2 separate regions of the Bombyx mori genome follow, and region 1 is linked to region 2. The links are chromatin contacts, called in public Hi-C maps. All regions are on one chromosome and are shown on one strand. The core of a region is the stretch at or near the end of the contact, and the rest is flanking DNA. Distances in the headings are between cores, read along the strand shown. Region 1 holds the start of LOC101746018 (protein split ends). Region 2 holds the start of LOC101741264.

Region 1 (6,953 bases), core at 1,028-3,527, 150 kb before region 2:
GATTACTGGTGGCCCGGAGGCCTTTCCAGTTTCACCAGGACAGCTGGGTGAGCAAGGGCTCAGCCAGGAGGGGTGGGATTTGCTAAGAGCTACCCGAGTACCTCCAAAGGAGATCTAACAACTCAAGAGCAATTGCTTCACGAATGAATCTAGTATCGGACTCGCGTACCACTGAGAAGATCCGGCGAGAAGCTCAGCGGGCTGAGGTTTAGGTTAGGTTGCACGTCGATCTCTTTGCCGAGTTCGTGTTTGTGAGTTCGGCGGAATGTCATCGATGCACCCAGGGTCTCCCAGGTACCTACTTGACCTTCCTTGGCCCAGGACCACTCTCGTCCGTGAACCACAACAATGTATGTAGTAAAGGTCCTGTTACACGGTAAATACGTTCTCACAAAATCTCAAAACAACTGTGTTATAAGAGAATAGAAGCCAGTACAAAAAGGAGAGTAATTTTTCTGAATAAAACATCTCAACTATGCCCGTATGTATTTTTTATCTATTATAAATAAAAAATAAACAGTAAAATTTCTAAATAATTTTAAACAAATATCGTGTTGTAGAAGGACCGTGTTATATGAGGGTTTTGGGGAAATTTTCTTTTCACGTTAGAGTGAAACCGTGTTTTATACCGGGTTAAACCGGATTACGACCGACAATAAAATAAATCGACAAAACGTAGTTTTAATTTAGTGTATCGCGAAAACTGAAAAAAATGCTAATATTGTATTATATTACAGACAAGTCTGTGTTGTAATTTAGATGTTCAGATAAAACTTTTCATTTACGACGTCAAGGTAAAATCATTTATGTTATACTTGAATACGTATTCAAATTATCACAGATGGCAAGTCGTTAGTTAAGTGGGCAGTGTATGACTTACCCTGCACGTCCAACTACGCTTCTTGGAAAAGAATACCTTGTGAAATAACGGGCTGCGGGTAGGTATAATGACTCAGCATGACTGTATTTTTATTTCGAATTAACCTGTTTAATATACGACTTCTGTATTGAATATGAAGTGTACTGATTGTTTCGTATAAAATATAAAAAGTTAAAAAAAAAAAAATATTCTTATTATTTTAATAAGAATATTACATAACTCGGAAACGGTTACATTAGTACGCTGCTATATAAGGTAGTTTCTTTTCTGTATTAATATATAAAAAAAACACAATGATCGTACAATCCCATTTCCTTAGGCCACGAGGTCAGAGAAAGTTACATGATCCAGATATTACATATACCTGTCTACTGCCTTTTCTGATTACGATCACGAGAAACAAGTTGTATGGATTTATTAAATAACTTTATGATTTAATAAGCATTCCGATTTCAAAATGTTTTTGTAACTATAAAATTATTATGGTTGTCGTATTTATTAATTGGAAAACTCCTTTGCTTCAAAGATATTTAAAGACAGATTTAAATTTACGTTCGAAATCCTTCATAGCACAATATTTGTTTTGCAGATATCTTTATTACAACAGTTACGTAACTCGTGTTGATAAATTAAATTTACAAAAGTGCCGAGATATCCTTTTTTTCTAACGCTAGGGAAAATCCATTTATGGACATCCGGTCGAGAGGCATAATAGAGCGGGTTATGTCGAACTCCAGCAAAGTAATGCGTGGCGAATCTCGATTTTATTTATATTTAAAAAGGCGGAGACGAAATACCTAAGTACCAATTCTTGTTTCTTGCCAACCGTTTTTTTTTCATAGTGTTACCAACGTAAATAATTCTTCAAATCGCGAGTATTCTATTTTTTCAAAACCAGAACAAAGGAGAAAGTGGTACATAAAATGAATCTACTTAGGTCTTGAGGTGTCAATTAATTGTGGTCGAATTTCGATCATAGTGCGCGTCCTTACGTCAAATGGGCAAACTTGATGGTCAATAATGATGACTGAACTCAGGTAGCATTTGAGTAGGCAATTTTCTGAATGATTTTGTTGCATGCACGCATTCAATTTGCGACACGTATATTCAGACCGGCATTGTCCAAGGGCGACATTCGACCTTAAACCGGCAATTGCAACTTACCTAATCAAAACAACGGTATCGTCACACGTTGACCACGTTTTTCTTTAGGAAGACTAGAAAGACGGTTGTGTGTTGTCTCTCGCTCAGTTGGCGGGATACGGATAAGATCCTTACAGCGGGACGCACATTGGGAGTTAGTTTTATTGATGTATGCTCTATAACATAGTGTCTGGCGGGATTCGCGAACAGTCGGCGGGCGAGCGCGCTAGCCGGCGCGCCGCCTCACTTTGACTGAAGCTTACTTGTCTTGTGTTCTTGCGCAGGCGTATTAAAGTACGGAATCGGCTGAAATTCACCCCTGTGCCGTTATAATAAACGTTTGAACTGAACTAGTTTGATCGCTCAATAGCGAGACTTATTCTCAATTCTTTACGGTTCGTTTCAGGTAAACACTTTAAGACGCTTGTGATCTTGAAGCAGACACGATAGCGCGTGCCGCACTGCACACGGTCGTAATTAAATATGTGTTTGACAATAGAAGCTACGGAGGCTGTATTCTGGTGATGTCAATTGCTATAGTCTGATGAAAGTGTTCGCCAGGAAATTGTTTGTCGTGTTGTAATCGAGCCGCTAAGCGATCGCAATTTGCTTCGAGCTCGGATTTATTAGGGTTTAATAATGGAGCGACTCACAATTATTATTCTGACTAAAGTCACGGCTAATACTTGATCTCCTCTTATTCTAGTAGATAATGAACGTGTAAACGCCTTTTCTAAGATCTAAGTTAGTCTGGGGTAACATAATTAAAGAGTCAATAATGTAGGCAATTTTTACTAGTGGTAGGACCTCTTCTGAGTCCGCACGTGTAGGTACCACCCTGCCTATTTCTGCCGTGAAGCAGTAATGCGTTTCGGTTTGAAGGGTGCGGCAGCCGTTGTAACTATACTTGACACCTTAGAACTTATATCTCAAGTGACGGCATTTGCATTGTAAATTAATGTAAATGTTTATGGATTCCGGTATCCACTTAACACCAGGTGGGCTGTGAGCTAAAAGGCGTGAATTAGTTAGAGAGCTTCGAAAAAAATAATGATAGGCTTTGTGTTGTTGTATCGACGACCCATCTGGTAGGAGCTGTTGATAGATGAATGAATGTGTTCACGACCCTCCAAGTGCTGGCGGCTTAAAGAGCCATAGATCAGCCATAGAGCCATAGAGCCATCGTGAATGCTGTTACCCACTGTGGGTATGAGCTCGAAGGCTTAATCGTATTGCAAAACAGCAGTCTCGCTCGGCCGGCTAAGGTACCCATGGCTTAAAAAATCCTGTTTTGGCCTACCTTTTTTATTTTTTTTATTGCAGCTCTCTTACAGCAGCTCTATTCTAAGGTCTCGAAGGTCTATTCTAGCTTCACCCTGAAGTTCCTTATGCCTTATATACATGCTTTAGCAAGAGTAGTGTTTCGTTAAATCTACTACTGGATCATATACCTACATGCCTTAGCAAGAGTAGTGTTTCGTTAAATCTACTACTGGATCCATTGATACATCAATGACTGGATCGGAATTCCGACCCACTCAGAAGATCCGGCGAGAAACTCAATGAGCTGTCTTTTTTTTCCTACATATGCTGATGGTCTTCAGAGACCATATTAGCGTAACCAGTCGAGTAAGTGAGCTCACGGGGCTCAAACCTGACGTTGTTGCTAACACGAACCCTAGCAAGAGCCGTGCTTCGCAGAATCTACCACTGGATCGGAAACGCGACCCACTGAGAAGATCCGGCGAGAAGCTCAGTGGGCTGTGTCTGTGGGTTAATTTACTCGCCGAGCCCTTCGTCGTAAGCGACGCGTTCGGCGAGAACGGTGATCGGTGCTTGAGGTACCTAAAAGCACCGTTAGTGGATCGGGAGGATCCGAAATGACGTGTGGCTGTGTCTATGGGTTAGCGAGCGTGGTAGACTAGAGTCTACCCGTGATAATGCCGTTTGTATACTCTAGCCAATAGTGTCTATAATTAGAGTAATTAGTTAATGTAGGTACCTATAGAATTGCAGTATTGTCTATGACAATAGACATTAGGTGTGGGTCTTTTATTATTGGTTATTATAAGTTGTTTTTGGTTACTTGCGTGAGGTCCGCAGCTATGTGTATGCTGCTATGTACTTCTACCAGCTATATCACGAATCTAGCACTGGTTCTGCTCTTCAGAGCAGAAAAATCTAAATTGGATAGATGATGGTACCTACTCATGCGGGCTTACAATACGTCATATTGCCCGTATCAGTCTACGTTTAACAATGGCTTTTTTAGGCAGTGGCTTAGCTCTTCATGAACTGAACTGAACTTGGCATTGCTGACGTCCATGGGCGACGGTGAACACTCACTATCTGGTGGCCGTATGATCGTCTGCCTACAAGGACATAAAAAAAAAACTACACTAAACTAAAAACTAGAAAAAAACATAGTTTACGTAATATTTATTTTATTATATATGAATGTGATTTTTTTGTTTTATATTTAAGCGCCCTAATATATTTGACAATAACTTATTCAACGGCTTAATTCTGAACGAATAGTTCAAGAGTTCAAGAGCTTTGACCGTTTCTGCAAACAAAGCCGAGAATAGATGAATTATATTTAGATGGGGTTAGATTTAAAATTGACTTTTGAATATAAAACAAAAGACGGAATGAGAGAGTGATTTTTGTTAAGCTTTTATATATCCCATAATGCTGTAAGTTTGGAAACTTAGAACTTATCCGCCAGTATTCATAGCATTGGGTAGTTATTTGTCAAAATAATCACGCATACATTGATTTTTTGATAACATAACCATCTATCTACATTATTCATAAAAAAATTATTGATTAAATAAATTATGCTATATAAGGTTGCAACATCGAATGACGTAAGTATTCCACCGAATGAGGTTTATTAACATTGACGCTCATAGTTTTACTGATTGTTAATAGAATTTTATTATAGTATTGTCTTTAATTTCGCTTCTGGGCGGTAGGCCTTCGATAGCTCAGTTGGTAGAGCGGTGGACTGTAGTGAGTCAAAGTTGTGGTAATCCATAGGTCGCTGGTTCAAATCCGGCTCGAAGGAGTTTTTTTTAATATCTTGATGTTTTGGAATAAAGAATTAAGACTCGTAAAAACAAGTAATCTACTAATCAATGTAAACATTTTATTAATTAATGGTGCCTTTTGTAGACTAAAACAAACATAACAGAGTAGAACAGTAATGAAACGGTTTTTTCCAATAATTTTATTTATATATTATTATATAATATGTGTTTTATACCTATTACATTTTATAATATGAACTATATTATAAAACTTATATAATATTTGTTATGAAAATTTTCCAGATTTTCTAGCAGTAGTTTCGGATTCTAGATTAACGTATAATTAAGAAATTAAAATATATATCTGCTTAAAGAGTATTGTTACGATTAATACAAATAACATGATATTTCTATTACAACCAAATCTATACTTTAACAAACAATGTTCAAATCTATCTATTAATACGTGAAGCAAAAACTTTGTATCCCTTTTTACGAAAATTGCGCGGACGGAGGAGTATGAATATTTCCACACTTATAGAGAATATAGAGATAAAGAGCACAATGCTAATATTTTTTTTAAATAATGCATAAAAGATAATCGATCGTAGATCTACGATCGATGTAAAAGATACATTAAATCAATAAAGAAAACATTACACACACTACCATCTATTTGACACACACACGCATGCATACTATTTATTTATTGTCAAACTTTTGTTCTTGACGTCTATGGTCAAATTGAGAATAGATTAAATATTGTTTGTCTTTAATAATATTTTTCTATAGTGTAGTCTTGGCGTTGAAAATACAATCATAATAGTGTACAAACTTACAATTCCAATTATGTAATTATAATCGAATTTCGACTACTGCGGGACCTCTGGTAATTATTAAATTAACAAACAAAATTAAGTCTTTAAAATGTAATTAAAAAAAATAATAATAATCCTTTGGTTGGTTTTGTGAAATTCTATTACAGATTCGTGTAAGAATTATTATTATTGTTGAAACGAATTTCAACAAAAAGCCGCTGCGGACAGGATTCGAACCTGTGCGGGTAGAACCCAATGGATTTCAAGTCCATCTCCTTAACCACTCGGACACCGCAGCTCACGGAAAGTGTTACGAAATAACTAAAGTATTTACAAGTAAAATTTCACTATTTAGTTGATATACTGAAGGAATTTCAATGTTGTGAACTAATAATGAATACATTTTTTATACTCCATAAACTTTTGCAAAAATCGTATACAGTAAAACAATAATTTTTATTTTTTTTAATTTATCACAATGTTATAGTATGTTTTGATTATGATACTGTTTAAGTAAGTATATTTTTTAATTCTAAAACTATAAGTTTATAGTCATTTCAATTTGTTAAATAGATATTTTGAAGAAAGCGCCATCTAGCGGGTTCAATTGCTAAAATTACATTGACAGTGATGTCTTCTATTCAATCATAGATGTCGCTATTATTTTTCTTTTATTCAACACTAGATGGGAGCATCATTCAGAATTTCAGTAACAGTTAAAGTTTCAAATTTCGAACACTTAAGATTTTCATACATTTGAGATGGTTATATTTGGTCAATAAATTAAGAGCTTAATGATTTTTTTCATTGCCATATAGGCAGAAGAGCATACGGCCTTCCTGATGGTGAGTGGTTACCGTCTCTCACGGACGTCAGCAATGCCTGGGGCAGAGCCAAGCCCCTGCCTACCGTTTAATACTAGCCTCGTTTGAAGAAGGACATGTCATAGCGCTCGGGAAACACCGATTTCTTATAACGATATTTATTAAAAAGATATTATTGATAGTTATAAATTATACAAGGAATTAAATATCTAGAATCCATAATTTCAATCAAGACATTGATACTTAATAACTTAAA
Region 2 (6,916 bases), core at 452-2,951:
TCAATTTGGTTAGAGGACGAGTGATTATAGATGTCATTACTGTTGTTATAAAATTGGAGTTACCATGAAATATCAGGTCTTATAATCAAAACATTAAGAGTGCCTAAAATTAAGTATCGCGTCATAAATTTCGAGTATCAACTGCGATTTTTATTAAAGGGATTTTATGACCTGGTATCTAAGACCTTTAGGTCATGTCTTATTTTAATTTATATTCTTATTTTTATGAAAAATGATAATATGGAGTGAAATGAAATAAAGATACTAATTTGAGACATTAATCAACTGGAATAAAATTAAATGAAATGAGATGACATAATATGGGATGAAATACAATCTCAGTAAAATGGTGGTCATTTATTGAGATTTTTTCAGTAGACTTTTTGGAGGATCCCGAGAAGTTACGTCTAGCGGCTTTGTTTAATTTTCCCACATTTGTGCACTTTCACAGATACTAAACAGTTAATAAACCACCGTTATTACACACAGTCGTTATTTTTAAATCTGAAGAAACACTAAATAGATAAAATAAAACAAAACACACAACTTCACTCTTCCTCGCGTTCCCGCCAAAATCTATCAACTGTGATATAGGTATACTGGCACTTGCTAGTACTTCTATCACTTATAACCAGATTAAATGAATTAGTTATTTACCTATTAATCTGTGCTTAGTAGTTCGTTAGGATATCGAATTCAGTTTCGATATTAATGACGTGTAAATTGACGTATATAATTTATATTTAGCGTCTGAGGACTTTGCATGATAATTTTCTGCTCGGTTTATTATCAGAATACAACAGTAAGCCAAGGCAAAGTCCACCGTTCACTCGAACTACTTACTAAATTTATACATTGTCCCATTATCCCTATATAAAATATATATTAATTACCTTTTACCATACATTTTACTATATTTTGCTATTAAAAACTAATTCTACTAGGTACCTAGCTACAGTGGCTATTTAATGTAGCTACTTGGGGTTAAGGGCTACACTTTCCCGTATGGTTCATCGATTTGGAAGTTCAGATTTATTTTGTAGATAGTACTCATAATACCTACTTCGATATCCTTGCAGTTGTTAGAACAATTCCACAAATTTTAGTTAATAGAATTACTGAGTAAAGTTCAGGAATTAAGCAAGACTTTTAATAAGTCTCATTTAGTCGCTTTTACTGGATATTTGAAATAAAAAAGAAATAGCTTTCTTTGCTCTTTCTGAGTTCAACGACCTAATGTAAACATTGCCATCTCATTTGTTGATCTAAAACAAGAAGAAGAAGATTACCTGATATCCTTATATTAGGGTCTATTAGAGTTGGTATTGGTCCTGGAGTCAATTCAGGGCGGAGTTTTCTTAATCCGGCCACCACCCGCGGTGCCGGCGACTGCTCCCCCACAAGCATTTCACCACACCATTGCACTTTTAAGCACTACACAACAATTTATCAGCATCACAATTCAAAATAAAATACTATACTGTATAAATCTTTGTGCTCTAAAACTGCACCGCTTGTCAAAACAACATAGCCAACTGTCATAGTCGTTATATTTTAACTCGAAATAGTTCGTAATATCGCGCGTGTTATTGTCGATCACTAAACTGATCCATTTGAGTGACTAACCGACCGGCCGGCACATCAATGAATGAGCGACTGAGCCAAGTTGAATTGTCGTAAATGACATCCCTCCTTTATCTTGTTTACCAAACACAATCGTAGAAGCATGTTGGAATGCGACATCTATTGTCGAGTAGTACAAAATCAAATCAGTAAAATTAAATTACTTGTAGTCTAATACCTATTTAAAAAATGTGAGATAATAGAAAAACGTTTCATACTTATTCTTTCCTCTGCGTCACAGATAAAATGACATTTATTACGATTATACATTTTATGACTTTTTGCATAATTTTTTTATGGAAATTAATGGTTTGTAAACTAATGTTTCTATCGAAGAGACATCTGTAATGGAATAGTGTTAAACAGTTTGACATGAATAAGGTTCTACACAATTGCACTAGATGGCGCCATAACATTTCCAACTGTACCTGTCTATGCTGCCATCTATACGTGAAATAAGTAATCAGTTAAAGATTAGGTCAGATTAAGTTCATCAATAATAATTGACTTTGCAAACCAAAAAGTCGCCTTGCTAAGAATATTTTTATCCATAGATGGCGGTACGAGTTTTCACTGTGACATAAAACATCCAAAAGAAATTCAAATTTTAAAAAGTATAGATTATACTAGTATTTTTCGTAATTTCATGACAATCATACCTGGACGTTTGAAATGTTATTGAAAAGCATTAAATAATTATTGAAGGAAACCACAATGCCACCTAGGATATCTATCTCGAAGACCTTTGTTTGTCGTAGATATGTGAGACTCCTATCATGAACTCGATTTAAGATTTACGAGCCAATGGAATAATTCCGACAATATTAACGTCATTCGTATTTATTAAAAACACGCCTTAAGAATGCTTTGACGTAGCTTTTACTCACTATATTGCTAAAGTGAAAAAATGTAAACTGTGTATGTAATGTCATCAAACTCATTTTGATCCGATGTGCAATAAATACTTACACCGTAAACAAGTTTATTTTTGGTTTCTTTAGAAGAATCAGTTGCATTCTTATATATTAAACCGATTATCTATTACCATTGTTAAAAAAACTTCGAAAGATTTATTAGAATTTTGAAGAATAAATTCTAGATTTACTCAAACTTACTACCACTGGTTTTAGACGAATTTTAAAAGCTTTTTTTAAGTATGGGATATGTAGTTCTTATTAACTATTCTTTACCAACACTAAATTAATTATTCAACTTTACTTTCAAGATATTTTTAATGTTTTATTTGTGTCCATATTTTACCACAATTAGCTTAATTTAGCTTAAAACTATTAATAATATTCATAATCACATTGAAAGATATCGTTTATTAACAAAATGTTTTTCAATAACAAACGTAAGTCATACCAAAATAATGGAAGACAACAAAACGTTAATAGGAAGACAGCGAGATCAAACACAATAAATGGCACATAAATAAATTTTCAAGTGCTTTAAAAAGGCACATACATTACTAGTTTAAATAACCTAGAATCGATTATAACCTATACAAACCTATATAATTAAGGCATTAACATTTATTAAAACGAATTAAAGCTTTGTCATGGAAGAGACTACAATATCACAATGAAAGAGTGACGCGCCGGTAAAAACATATCACCAAGGGCGCCATTTGTTGCCTTCTTCGTCGGCCGGTGGTCCATCGCCTTCACGCTCTTTTTTCTCACCACAAAAACCTTCAAGACGCCGCCTTGCCGCTTCTTGCTTTTTGTACTCTTGGTACTCGATTAATTTCCTTTTCTTTTTAGGCGGCAAATTGCTGTAATCCATCGGCAATTCGCATCGTTCCGGAAGATCGAGTGTCACTTCAACTTTGCTCTCCGGTGGCGGAATTGTTTCCGGCTGACCGGCCGCTTGACGTGTTATCGGCTTCTTTGGTGAGCCCGCCTCGTTTTTCGGCGACCTAACTTTTCTGAGATCCAAAGTTTCATTACTAATGAGCCCGTTCGCGGGCGAGTATTGGCACGTGTAGTCGCCTCTGTACACGTCGTCCCTGTGTATATACTTCTGTTCCGATAAGTCGGCATTGCTACTAGTGTCGCTGTAGTCACTGCCGCGCTTGTCCATTATGTGCTGTCGTATTTTTTGTAGGATAATATCCTTCGCCTCGGCCGGAACTCTGTTGAAATATGTGTTTTTTTGCCCGTGTACCGAACCGTTCATTTGTTCGGAGACAACGTGGTGTGAGACGACGAGTTTGTCAACTGTCGTGAGCAGCCCGTTTTCAGATTTGTGTGCCCTGCTTTGTCCGCCGTAAGCCCATTGCTTGGGGCCGTCGACAGAGTAAACAGAATCCTCAGCGTCCGATGATGATCTCTCGTGATCGCTATAGTAGTGATGTCGGTCAGAGACAACGGACACCGGTGAGGTAGGTGGAGAGAAAGTAGCTCGTTCCGGTACTTGAATGGTGAGGGGTTGCGCCGTGATTAATCTCGACAAATGGCTGATCAAGTTCTGGCTAACGTTCGCGTCCAAATCCGGTACGGACATTATGAAGCGACATGCTTCGGCCGCACACTGTCCGAAGCCCGCCTGAAACTTCTTTGCTTCCAAAACCGGATCCTTCGGGCTGTGCAACTTTGTGAGGTGGTTAACGGTTAGTTCAAGGATGTCGGCCTTCTCCAGCTTGCTTAGGTTGTCGTCATCGATCTGCGGATGAAAAGAAGAAAAAAATATGCGTAAATTATAAAAGCAGGTGTTGACCGCTCACCGGTGTTCTCACGCTTCGAGAAGGCGCAGCGTACCATTAACTTAACTGTAATCGTCGACTCCTGTTTGCGAGTGGAACTTGTATATTTATTCCAGTTTCGCGGGGGGTGAGCGCCCGTGTAATAAACAGAAGGACGACCGGTCGAACGATAAAAATAAACGGCGTGTGAATGGATGATGGATCGAGTATTGATGACTGGCGAGAAGATGAATTGCTTTATACGAGCAATTAAGTAGTTGAGGATTGATAGGATAAGTGGCGCGGTTTATTTTTATTCCGTAATTGCACGGCGGACTGGATGGATTTATAGAATAATGTTACATACCTCCAACGCTCCGACCATTAGGTCTTTGAGTTCGTCTAAGCATCGATTGATGCGCGCCCGACGTTTCCGCTCCAGCAATGGTTTAGTTATTTTCTTGTATTTAGCCGTCTTCGACAACGGAGCCGGGTCCGACATCTTTTGGTAATCTAACACAAATAAAAATCATATTTTAGTGGTCTATTGACATTACAAAGCTTAGGTATTTTAGGTGGAGTTTTTGAACGTGCTATTTGATTTCATTTATCAATAAAACTTGTCACTTTATTGTCAATTATAAAATCGAACAAAAGCGATCTTAAGAAATACATTGGTATCGGAGAAAACTGTAAAATTAAAAATCTACTTACGAATTATAAACACTTAAATGAACTTCGAACGCACTTGTAATACACCCACACGCGTCGCGACACTACACGTGCACCTCACAACGCGTCTCTTTGCCAACTGCCTGAAAAAAGCCTTAGCCCTGTCCCCCGCGGCCCTACACCCCCGCACTCCTCTCATTCATGCCCTACGGAGCACGTGTGGCCCACAGATCGGGTTCCTTGAAATACTTTCCCAGGATACTTGTATGCTTTTGTTTTTTCTACAAAATAAGCAGTTTATTTATAGCCCAATGTGTGATTATGTGTGATCTTATTAGCTTCTCTAGTTTGTTAATGAGCGATCTGGATTCGTGTGTGGTCGTTTTATAAATGATAAGAATCACAACGTTTTATGCTGGTAAACGAAGATCAGAATTTGATTAGAATATGATTTAGTTTAATTTGAATGTTTTTGAATGTCGCATTGTCTGTTACAATAGATATTGACGAAGAACCATGGAAGACGATAGATACGGTTTTTTTTTTAAATTTCGCAATCACTTTTGTCGCACCAAATACATACACGTGCTTTCTTTCTTTTTTTCCTACCTAAACTGGTAGCCTTGAGAGGCTATTCCAGCGTAACCTTAACTAGTAGGTGAGCTCACGGGGCTCAAACCTGACGACGTTGCTACCACGAACCCTAGCAAGAGCCGTGCTTCGCAGAATCTACCACCGGATCGGAAATGCGACCCACTGAGAAGATCCGGCGAGTAACTCAGTGGGCTGTAACTGAGGGTTAATTTTCTCGTCGAGCCTTTCATCGCAAGCGACGGGTTCGACGAGAACGGTGACCGGTGCTTGAGGTACCTAAAAGCACCGTTAGTGGATCGGGAGGATCCAAGATGACGTGTTTTGGGCGACGTCGACTGCTTTCCATTCTTTCCGCAGGATCGGGAATGTAGTTACCGGCGGCCACGATGAGAGGGTTCTCGTGTTGTGCCGCTTTATCGAAGTGAACACGTGCGAGAAGTGTCAATATAACGGAATTACGCAACAATTGGAAACAAACCCATTTTGTTTTTTTTTGTTGTATGTAATACAAACTTTAAAACTGTGTAATATCATAAAACCTTCACGAAAATTTTGTACAATGGAATTTTCGACACGGTTTCCATTTAAATTTTAATTTTGTCGGCTCTTTAAAGGAGCAGTAGACAAAAGCACTCGACAAAAAGTTCATAATAAATGGCACGGTCCAAAAACGGGGACTTGAAATGATATTACTGTTGCGGTCCGTTTTTTTTTTTTTTTTTGGTCTCCAGGTAGAAAACGACCTAAGGACAACCGATTTTAAGCAAACGCTTTTAACTTATTCGCCGTTAAAGCATATTATCTTATATTTTTTTATTGTTATGTGCGTACATATGTTTATCATTTTAAACGTTTTGAGACATAGGCCCGTATGTGTACATTTAGCTAAAATAATTTTTAATTTGTAATATTATGTTCACTCAAAGCTCACACTCAAAATACCTCAGTTGATTTCCTTTATTGTTAACAAAAATACCTATTTTTCGATAGGTCCCTATTCGCTGGTAGCTTAAAGGACTCCAACTACAAATGGACCGGTAGGTGAGCTCACCGACTCAACCTGAGAGCATTTGCGAATACTAACCCTAGCAAGAGCAGTGCTTTACTGAATCTCCCACCGGACCGGAATCGCGACCCACTGAGAAGATCCGGTGAACAGCTCAGTAGGTTTGTTTGTTATGAAAAGATACAGCAAACACAATTTGTATAAATTTTAATGGCGACATATGAGGTCAATTTGCAATGAAACTAACAATTAAAAGTTAAATATTAATTGTTACTTTGACAATTTCATAATTTTACATGGAAGCCAAAGCACAGACTTTAGTAATATGAAATTAA

The links. A called contact is a pair of places that touch in the nucleus more often than the background predicts.
Region 1: a Hi-C map of middle silk gland shows a contact between it and region 2, with 2.8 times the contacts expected there. The contact joins the promoter of LOC101746018 here to the promoter of LOC101741264 in region 2. A contact is called at or near these places in 7 of 7 Hi-C or Micro-C datasets (middle silk gland, midgut, posterior silk gland and 2 more).

What each region holds. Positions count from the first base shown.
Region 1 is chr3:10,467,545-10,474,497 of ASM3026992v2, reverse strand. It overlaps LOC101746018 (protein split ends), which reads right to left and starts at 2,277. Exons shown (of 8, transcript XM_012695226.4): 1 at 2,045-2,277. It overlaps TRNAS-UGA (transfer RNA serine (anticodon UGA)), which reads right to left and starts at 6,171; the gene lies at 6,090-6,171. TRNAY-GUA (transfer RNA tyrosine (anticodon GUA)) reads left to right here and starts at 5,003; the gene lies at 5,003-5,093.
Region 2 is chr3:10,316,056-10,322,971 of ASM3026992v2, reverse strand. It overlaps LOC101741264, which reads right to left and starts at 1,701. Exons shown (of 3, transcript XM_004931664.4): 1 at 1,290-1,701. The coding sequence starts at 1,407. It overlaps LOC100302603 (enhancer of split mbeta-2), which reads right to left. Exons shown (of 3, transcript XM_062676340.1): 2 at 4,677-4,822; 3 at 2,929-4,290. The coding sequence starts at 4,811. The coding sequence ends at 3,238.